Regions from separate parts of the Mus musculus genome. Here region 2 is linked to region 1. Evidence: chromatin contacts called from public HiChIP or PLAC-seq data. All regions are on one chromosome and are shown on one strand. Each heading gives the region's core, a stretch centred on a gene start, on an enhancer-like site or on the middle of the called end of the contact. The rest is flanking DNA. Distances are from core to core; before and after follow the strand shown.

Evidence for each region. HiChIP or PLAC-seq counts read pairs in DNA pulled down with a chosen protein or histone mark.
Region 2: a FOXA1 HiChIP or PLAC-seq map of pancreatic cancer cells shows a contact between it and region 1. The contact joins two enhancer-like sites. A contact is called at or near these places in 2 of 39 promoter capture datasets (the C10 cell line and liver), 5 of 115 datasets of contacts at active chromatin or transcription factors (embryonic stem cells, memory CD8 T cells, microglia and 1 more) and 2 of 9 other capture datasets (adipose tissue and pancreatic islet).

Annotation. Positions count from the first base shown.
Region 1 is chr4:128,979,452-128,982,893 of GRCm38.p6, forward strand. No RefSeq gene overlaps it. Among named protein-coding and RNA genes, the nearest start is that of Ak2, 12 kb to the right of the region's middle. Within about 2 kb of position 1,885, at least 147 of the 459 cell types and tissues checked have an H3K27ac peak or open chromatin away from gene starts, as enhancers often do. A contact at or near this core is called in pancreatic cancer cells, where this site is marked.
Region 2 is chr4:129,203,146-129,206,587 of GRCm38.p6, forward strand. It overlaps Yars (tyrosyl-tRNA synthetase), which reads left to right. Exons shown (of 13, transcript NM_134151.5): 5 at 2,984-3,064. Among named protein-coding and RNA genes, the nearest start is that of Yars, 15 kb to the left of the region's middle. Within about 2 kb of position 1,661, at least 34 of the 459 cell types and tissues checked have an H3K27ac peak or open chromatin away from gene starts, as enhancers often do. A contact at or near this core is called in pancreatic cancer cells, where this site is marked.

The DNA.
Region 1 (3,442 bases), core at 635-3,134:
GCCAGGCAATTGTGGCACATACCTTTGATCCCAGTGCTAAGGAGGCAGAGGACAGATGGATCTCAATTAGTTTGAGGCCAGCCTGGTCTACAGAGTGAGTCTTAGAAGAGACAGCCAAACCCTGTTCTAAAAACCCTGTCTCAGAAAAAAGGGAAGGAAGGAGTAGAAGTATTTGACTGCGAATAGGATAACTGAGCCAGTAAAGGCACCCGCCTCCAAGTCTGATGGCCTGGGCTTGATCCCAGAGCCTACAGGCCGAAGGACAGAACCAACATGCATGTTGTCCTTCACATGCATGCTAGGTACATGCATGTACACACACAAACTCACACACGCAGATAAATAAACCTAAATAAAAATTTTAAAGTAATAATAACAAAAGGTTCTGGAGTGGTGGTTCAGGGGTCAAGAGCATTTGCTGTTCTTCCAGAGGGCGTGGTTCAGGTCCCAGCACCCACACAGGGTAGCTCAGGATCACCTGTAAACCCTGAGGGATTCCCTGCTAGCTTCTGAGGGCACTTCACTCATGTGGCATACACGCATACACATAAATAGACATAAACCTTTTAAATATCTTTTAAGAAAGAAAAGAACCTGCTTGCTCGGGAAGCCATGGTGCACTTCTGTCATCCCAGCACCCAGAAGGCTGGAGGAGGGTTGTGAGTTTGAGACTTGCTTAGTGAGTTAGCCTAGGCTAACCTGGGCTATACAATGAGACCCTGTATCAAAAACTATGCCAATACGATAAGTAGCCATCAAACAATTGAATACATGAAATGAACGAGCGGACACGTCATTAATCGCAAGGTCTAAGCTCCCCTGTTCACCAGCTTCAAGTGAATTCTGGTCTCAGGAACCACAACACTCCTTCCTCCCAGTGCTTAGAGTTCTTCCCACCCACTGTCCCCAGGTCTCCCTCAACGCCTTCCCGTCACCCCCTGGTGCTCTCCACAAGGGTTTCCTCCTAGGCTGTGTTACCGGAGCAGAATCTCCCCTGCTGAGTGTGTGTGTGTTGTGACAGGAGCCTTTGCTTGGCTCAAGCATAGTCAAGGTTCTGTAACTTCTGCTAGGTCCATCTGAGAACTTCGCTGGAAAAGCCAGTTTCAGCAAAGAACCGTAAATCAGTAAGAACTTCCTCATCCCGGAGTTCTGGCTGTCCTTGATCAGTTCCTCTTCCTCCACGACCCCAACGTCTGGTCCTCCTGGACTATTTTTCAACAAGAATCCTGTTCAGTCATATAGAAGGAATACCCCTCACCCCAGAGGTTTCCTCTTGGTAATTTTCCACCCACCAGCCCCATTGTGCTTCTGTGCACCTTAGAGATTAGATTAGAGATTAGAGCCTAATCTTTTTTTTTAAGATTTATTTATTTTATTTATTATATATAAGCACACTGTAGCTGTCTTCAGACACCAGAAGAGGGAATCAGGTCTTGTTACAGATGGTTGTGAGTCACCATGTGGTTGCTGGGATTTGAACTCAGGACCTCCGGAAGAGCAGTCAGTGCTCTTAATTGCTGAGCCATCTCTCCAGCCCTGAGCCTAACCTCTTATTCACCCCACCCCCAACCCTGTGACACTCCCCCGCGTTGGTCAGGTCCCTTTCCCTCTCAAAGTGGTTCTGAACAAAGTTGGCTTTGCCAAGTGTCATTAAATTATCCTTTGTGTAACAGTTGCTGCTAGTAGCATAAGACTGTTTGGTTTTATTTTGGTTACATGTGTGTGTGTGTGTGTGTGTGTGTGTGTGTGTGTGTGTGAAGGCTGGCAGCTTTTTATAGAACTACAAGTTTGGCCACAATGACCTCAGAATGGTAGTGAATGGCCTAATTGTTCAGGTGGCCTGAGCTTAGTCAGTTCTTGAGAAAACCACATCTCCCATTGCTGTGGTCTGCGTGACAAAAGAACAGGAAATCTGTTACACAAATCGGAAAGACCCACCAGGCCTGGCGGCACAAAAGGAAGCCTCTGCCTGCCAGGTGAAAGCCAGTTGGTCTGTGGTGGCAACCGGAGCCCAAAGTCTGCAAAGCTTTTGGAAATGCATGTCTGCACTCAAGTGACCAAGGCAAGGGGATCCTGACCACTGGGCAAGGGCATCCTGTCCTGGTTATTCCATCCCCAGCGAGAGAGATTTGGTTAGGGCAGATTGTGTTTTGCTATAGTAACAGAGGGACCGAGTGTGGTGGTGCACACCAGCGACGCCAGCATTTGGAAGATGGAGACAGGAAGATCAGGAGTTCAAGGTCATCCTTAGCCACGTAACAAGTTCCAGGCCAGACTAAGCATAGGACCTGTGTCAAACAGGAACAGCAACTGGGAATTTTTCAGTAGCCTAAAACAACAAAATAGAACCCCTGCTTTGACCATAAAGAGTGAATTTATGGTCATGTGCTTGGATGCAGAGCATCTGCTCACCGTGGTTTCTCTTCGGTTCGCGGCGTTTCTGTGTCTACAGAGGGAGGGAAAAGGAAACACAGCAATCCTTCCCAGTAGTTTCTGATCTGAAGCCTTACATAAGGCAGCTCTCCCTGCTCGCATTCCATTGGCCAAAGTAAGTCACGTGCCCTCCCCAGAGTCCAACAGAAACGAAGTACGGGATTGTCCTCCCGGGAAAACAACAAATGTTTGTGGAAAAAAAATGGAACTGGCTACCACAAAAGAATAAAATAAAAAATAAATGGTCACAGATCCCACTAGCGATGTGACTTAAACAAGCCACTTAGCCACACTGAGCCTCAGTTTCCCCGTGCATAACAGGATAAAGCACGACTGTGAAGGTTGGTTCTCCTTGTCAACCATCCAAGAGAATCTCAGTGAGAGACTGTATGGATCAGGTTGGCCTGTGGGGAATTATCACGTTTACATTCATTGATGTGGGAGGAGCCAGACCCCTGTGGGCGGCGCCATTACCTAGGGTTGGGTCCTGAACTATATATATATAAGAGTAACCATGTCCGCTCTGCTCTACACTGTGCTGTGATGCGTACTTTCCTGCTGACATGGGCTGTAACCCCGAGGTGGGAGCTAGAATGAACCTGTTCGCTCCTACCTTGCATTTGCATTTTATAGAAGCAACAGGGCAGGGAAACAGGACATCAGGGCTGATGATGCAGATGACTCAGTGACATCATATGCAGTGGACTGAGCTTGGTACAAACACTCGATAAAGAATGACTTGGTAAAATTAAACTATGGGGGCTGGAGAGATGGCTCAGTTGTTAAGAGCACTGACGGCTCTTCTGAAGGTCCTGAGTTCAATTCCCAGCAACCACATGGTGGCTCACAACCATCTGTAATGGAATCTGATACCCTCTTCTGGGGTGTCTGAAAACAGCTACAGTGTACTTTCATATAACAAATAAATAAATACCACCTCAGACCTTCTGACAGCAGCGTGGCCGAAAGCCCTGCAGAAAGGTGACCTGTCTTACAGGGTTTCAGTGCA
Region 2 (3,442 bases), core at 411-2,910, 220 kb after region 1:
TTTATTTACTTATTTAATGTGAGTGCACTGTAGCTGCCTTCACACACACACCAGAAGAGAGCATTAGATGGTTGTGAGCCACCATGTGGTTGCTGGGAATTGAACTCAGGACCTCTGGAAGAGCAGTCAGTGCTCTTAACTGCTTGCTGAGCCATCTCTCCAGCCTCGAGGAATGGGGTTCTTATGGCTCCAAACTAGAAGGCCAGGGGTCTCCCAAGGGTTTTGGTTACATAGGAACTTGGTAGAACATCTCACAATTAATTAGCAGGTCAAAGTTGAGGTCAGAGTATGGGGTGTGGAACATGTCAAATTTCAAAAAATGGGTCAAAACCTACAGAAAACTGCAATGAATTTGTTTTGACCTTGTAATAAGATAACTTCTAATCTAACGATAGAGACAGGCTGGTCCATCCCTAACTAACAAGACTAGCCAAGTTAGTGAGCTCCAAATTCAGTGAGAGATACTGCCTCTGGTGGGGAGCAACAGAAACACTCAACACCCATCCCTGGTCTCCACATACATGTGGGCACGCACACTTACACACACTGTCAGCTCTTAAACTAGTTACTGTTTCCTTAAGATTTTAATTTATTTTATTCTATGTACATTGGTGTATTGTCTGTTTAAGGGTGTCAGATCCCCTGGAACTATAATTACAGACATTTGTGAGCTATTGTGTGGATGCTGGGAATTGAACCTGGGTCTTCTGAAAGAGTAGCCAGTGCTCCTAACCGCTGAGCCATCTTCCAGCCTCTTGAACTTGTTCTTGTTCCACATCTCCGTTGCTTTGGGTCATGGGTGTTTTCACCTAGACTCTTACAACAGCCTGTTAGTGCTGTTGTAAGCCTCTCTGTCTCTAGCCTACACAGGCCTCCAGTCCGTGCCCTGCTCTGTCTGTAACTGGTATCTTTCTTCAGTGCTGGTCACATGTTTCCTTAAAACTGTCCAGTGGTAAGGTAGTACTAACTAAGGCATTCAGGCAGTACTAATATGACACTCATGGTCTTACCAACTTTTCTTTTTTTTTTTTTTTTTTGGTTTTATTGAGACAGGGTTTCTCTGTGTAGCCCTGGCTGTCCTGGATCTCACTCTGTAGACCAGGCTGGCCTCGAACTCAGAAATCCACCTGCTTCTGCCTCCCAAGTGCTGGGATTAAAGGCATGCGCCACCACTGCCTGGCCCAACTTTTTTTCTTTTTATTATTTATTTATTTATTTTGGACAAGTTCTCACTTTATGGCCTTGACTGGACTAGAACTCATTATGTGAAGGGGGCTGGCTTTGAATTCCTACCTCTGCCCTCGGTGCTAGAATTAAAGGTGTATACCACCTCCTCCAGCTACTTTAATTTTTGAGACAGTCTTTGTAGCTCTCTCTGGATTAGAACCCACTAAGTAGAGTAGGCTGGCCTTGAACTCATGGGAATCTGCCTGCTTCTGCCTTGGCAGGACTGAGGCTGCAGTCAGTCACAACCATCAGACCTGGCCCTCGCCTCCTTGCCTAACCTCTCCACTCAGCAGCACCACGTCGCTGGAAGTCGGCTTCTCCTGACTGAGTCACTTACGTTTCCTAAACACTTCACACTCTCTGCCTTCTCACTCTGTCTCCTGTTTGTAGTCGAAAACCTCAAGTCCAACCCACAGTCTGGTTCTAGGAAGACTTTCCCACACCCAGCTGACTAGACTACGGGTATTGGCCCGGTTCCTAACATGAGCATGTAGTCAGCCCTTAAATGCTGGGCTGAAATGATCTGTTTGCGTGTCTCTCCCCAAGTAGATAATTGAGCTTGCAGGGAGGAAGCGGGTCTGATTCATCCCTGAATCCACAGGGCTGGCACCAGGCCTGGCAAGTGTTCAGTTAGTGCTCCTAGTTTACTGGTTTGGTTTTTGGGGTTTTGTTTTATTTCGGTTTTGGTATTGGGGAAATGGGGGCAATTGGTCTGCAGCTCACTGTATAGCAATAGATTGCTCTAAACCTCATAGCAGTCTCTGTTCCAGCCTCTCAATTGCTGGAATTATAGGCATGAGCGCTATGTGCAGTTCAGTATTGCCCTCCCCATGCCTCCAAAGTATCAAGGAAACTATTAAAAAACAAAGCAATAAGCCGGGCGTGGTGGCGTACGCCTTTAATCCTAGCACTTGGGAGGCAGAGGCAGGTGGATTTCTGAGTTCGAGGCCAGCCTGGTCTACAGAGTGAGTTCCAGGACAGCCAGGGATACACAGAGAAACCCTGTCTCATAAAACCAAAAAAAAAAAAAAAAAAAACAAAGCAATAGAAAAGACCTGAATCTCAGCCAGCAAGATGGCTTGGACAGTTAAGGCACTTGCCACCTAGCCTGCTGCCCTGACTTCCATCTCCTAAGACCCACGTAGTGAAAAGAGAGAATCAGTTCTTGTACATTGCAGAAGAGCTCTGGGCCTCCTGGGTAAAGAACCTGCTTTACAAACTCTTAGCTAAGTAGTCATAAGCATTTTTATTGGGGGTTTGGTGTCCATGACTGAACCCGGGACCTTATGCAAGGTAAGCATATGTGCTTACTACACACACACCCAACTTTGAGGGCCTTTTTTTCCCTAGAGTGTCTTATTGTGTTGTCCAGGTTGGTCTTGAACTCATGACCTCAGTAAAACCTCCTGCTTCTACCTCCCAAGTACTCATAGTGACTGGCTGGCTGGCAGGCTGGCAGGAGTCACTGCTCCATGGCATCTTCAATGTGACATGCCTTATTCAGTGGGAGACCTTCGACATCACTTCCTCCCGCACTGAATTAGACTCTGAGCATCCTGAAAGCAGAGCCTACTCCATGTGCAGTAATGATCGCACATGAACTCCACAGCTGTTTCTGAGCCACCAGGGAGGCTCTGTGTTGCTTGTTTCTCTCCTGGCTCCACCCTATGAGAACTCATGTGATTCAAAATTTTGTGGCTCAGACCCATGGGGGACCAAGACCATAGGTGTTCACACCCTGTGTTTCTTCCCACAGGCTTTGGATGAAGAGTACTTAAAAGTAGACGCCCAGTTCGGCGGTGTTGATCAGAGGAAGATTTTTACCTTTGCAGAGAAGGTGAGTGTCCACTCCTCATTCACACCTCTGAGGTGTACAGCTGACATTGACTCAACTATAGTATGGTCACACTGGTCCTCAGTGCGCTGGATGGTGGCTGTCCTTGCTCTGCAGATGAGAAAACAATGTCCATGCTAACCAGGTGTGGCTGAGCCCACTCTGTCTGCCTCAGCAGCCCACACACTCTTGGTACCGACCCGCAGGAAGCTGCGCTGCTGGATTCGGTTCCATCCTGTTGCTACCAGTCAGGAGGACTATTCTCTCCTCCAGCTTTTGATTTGCACTGCCCTGAGTTTTGTAGAATCTGCTGGTCCGGGAAATGAAGCTCACCAGGGTTTCGGAGGAAGTCGGCACAAGCACCTAGTTCTTTGCCTGGAA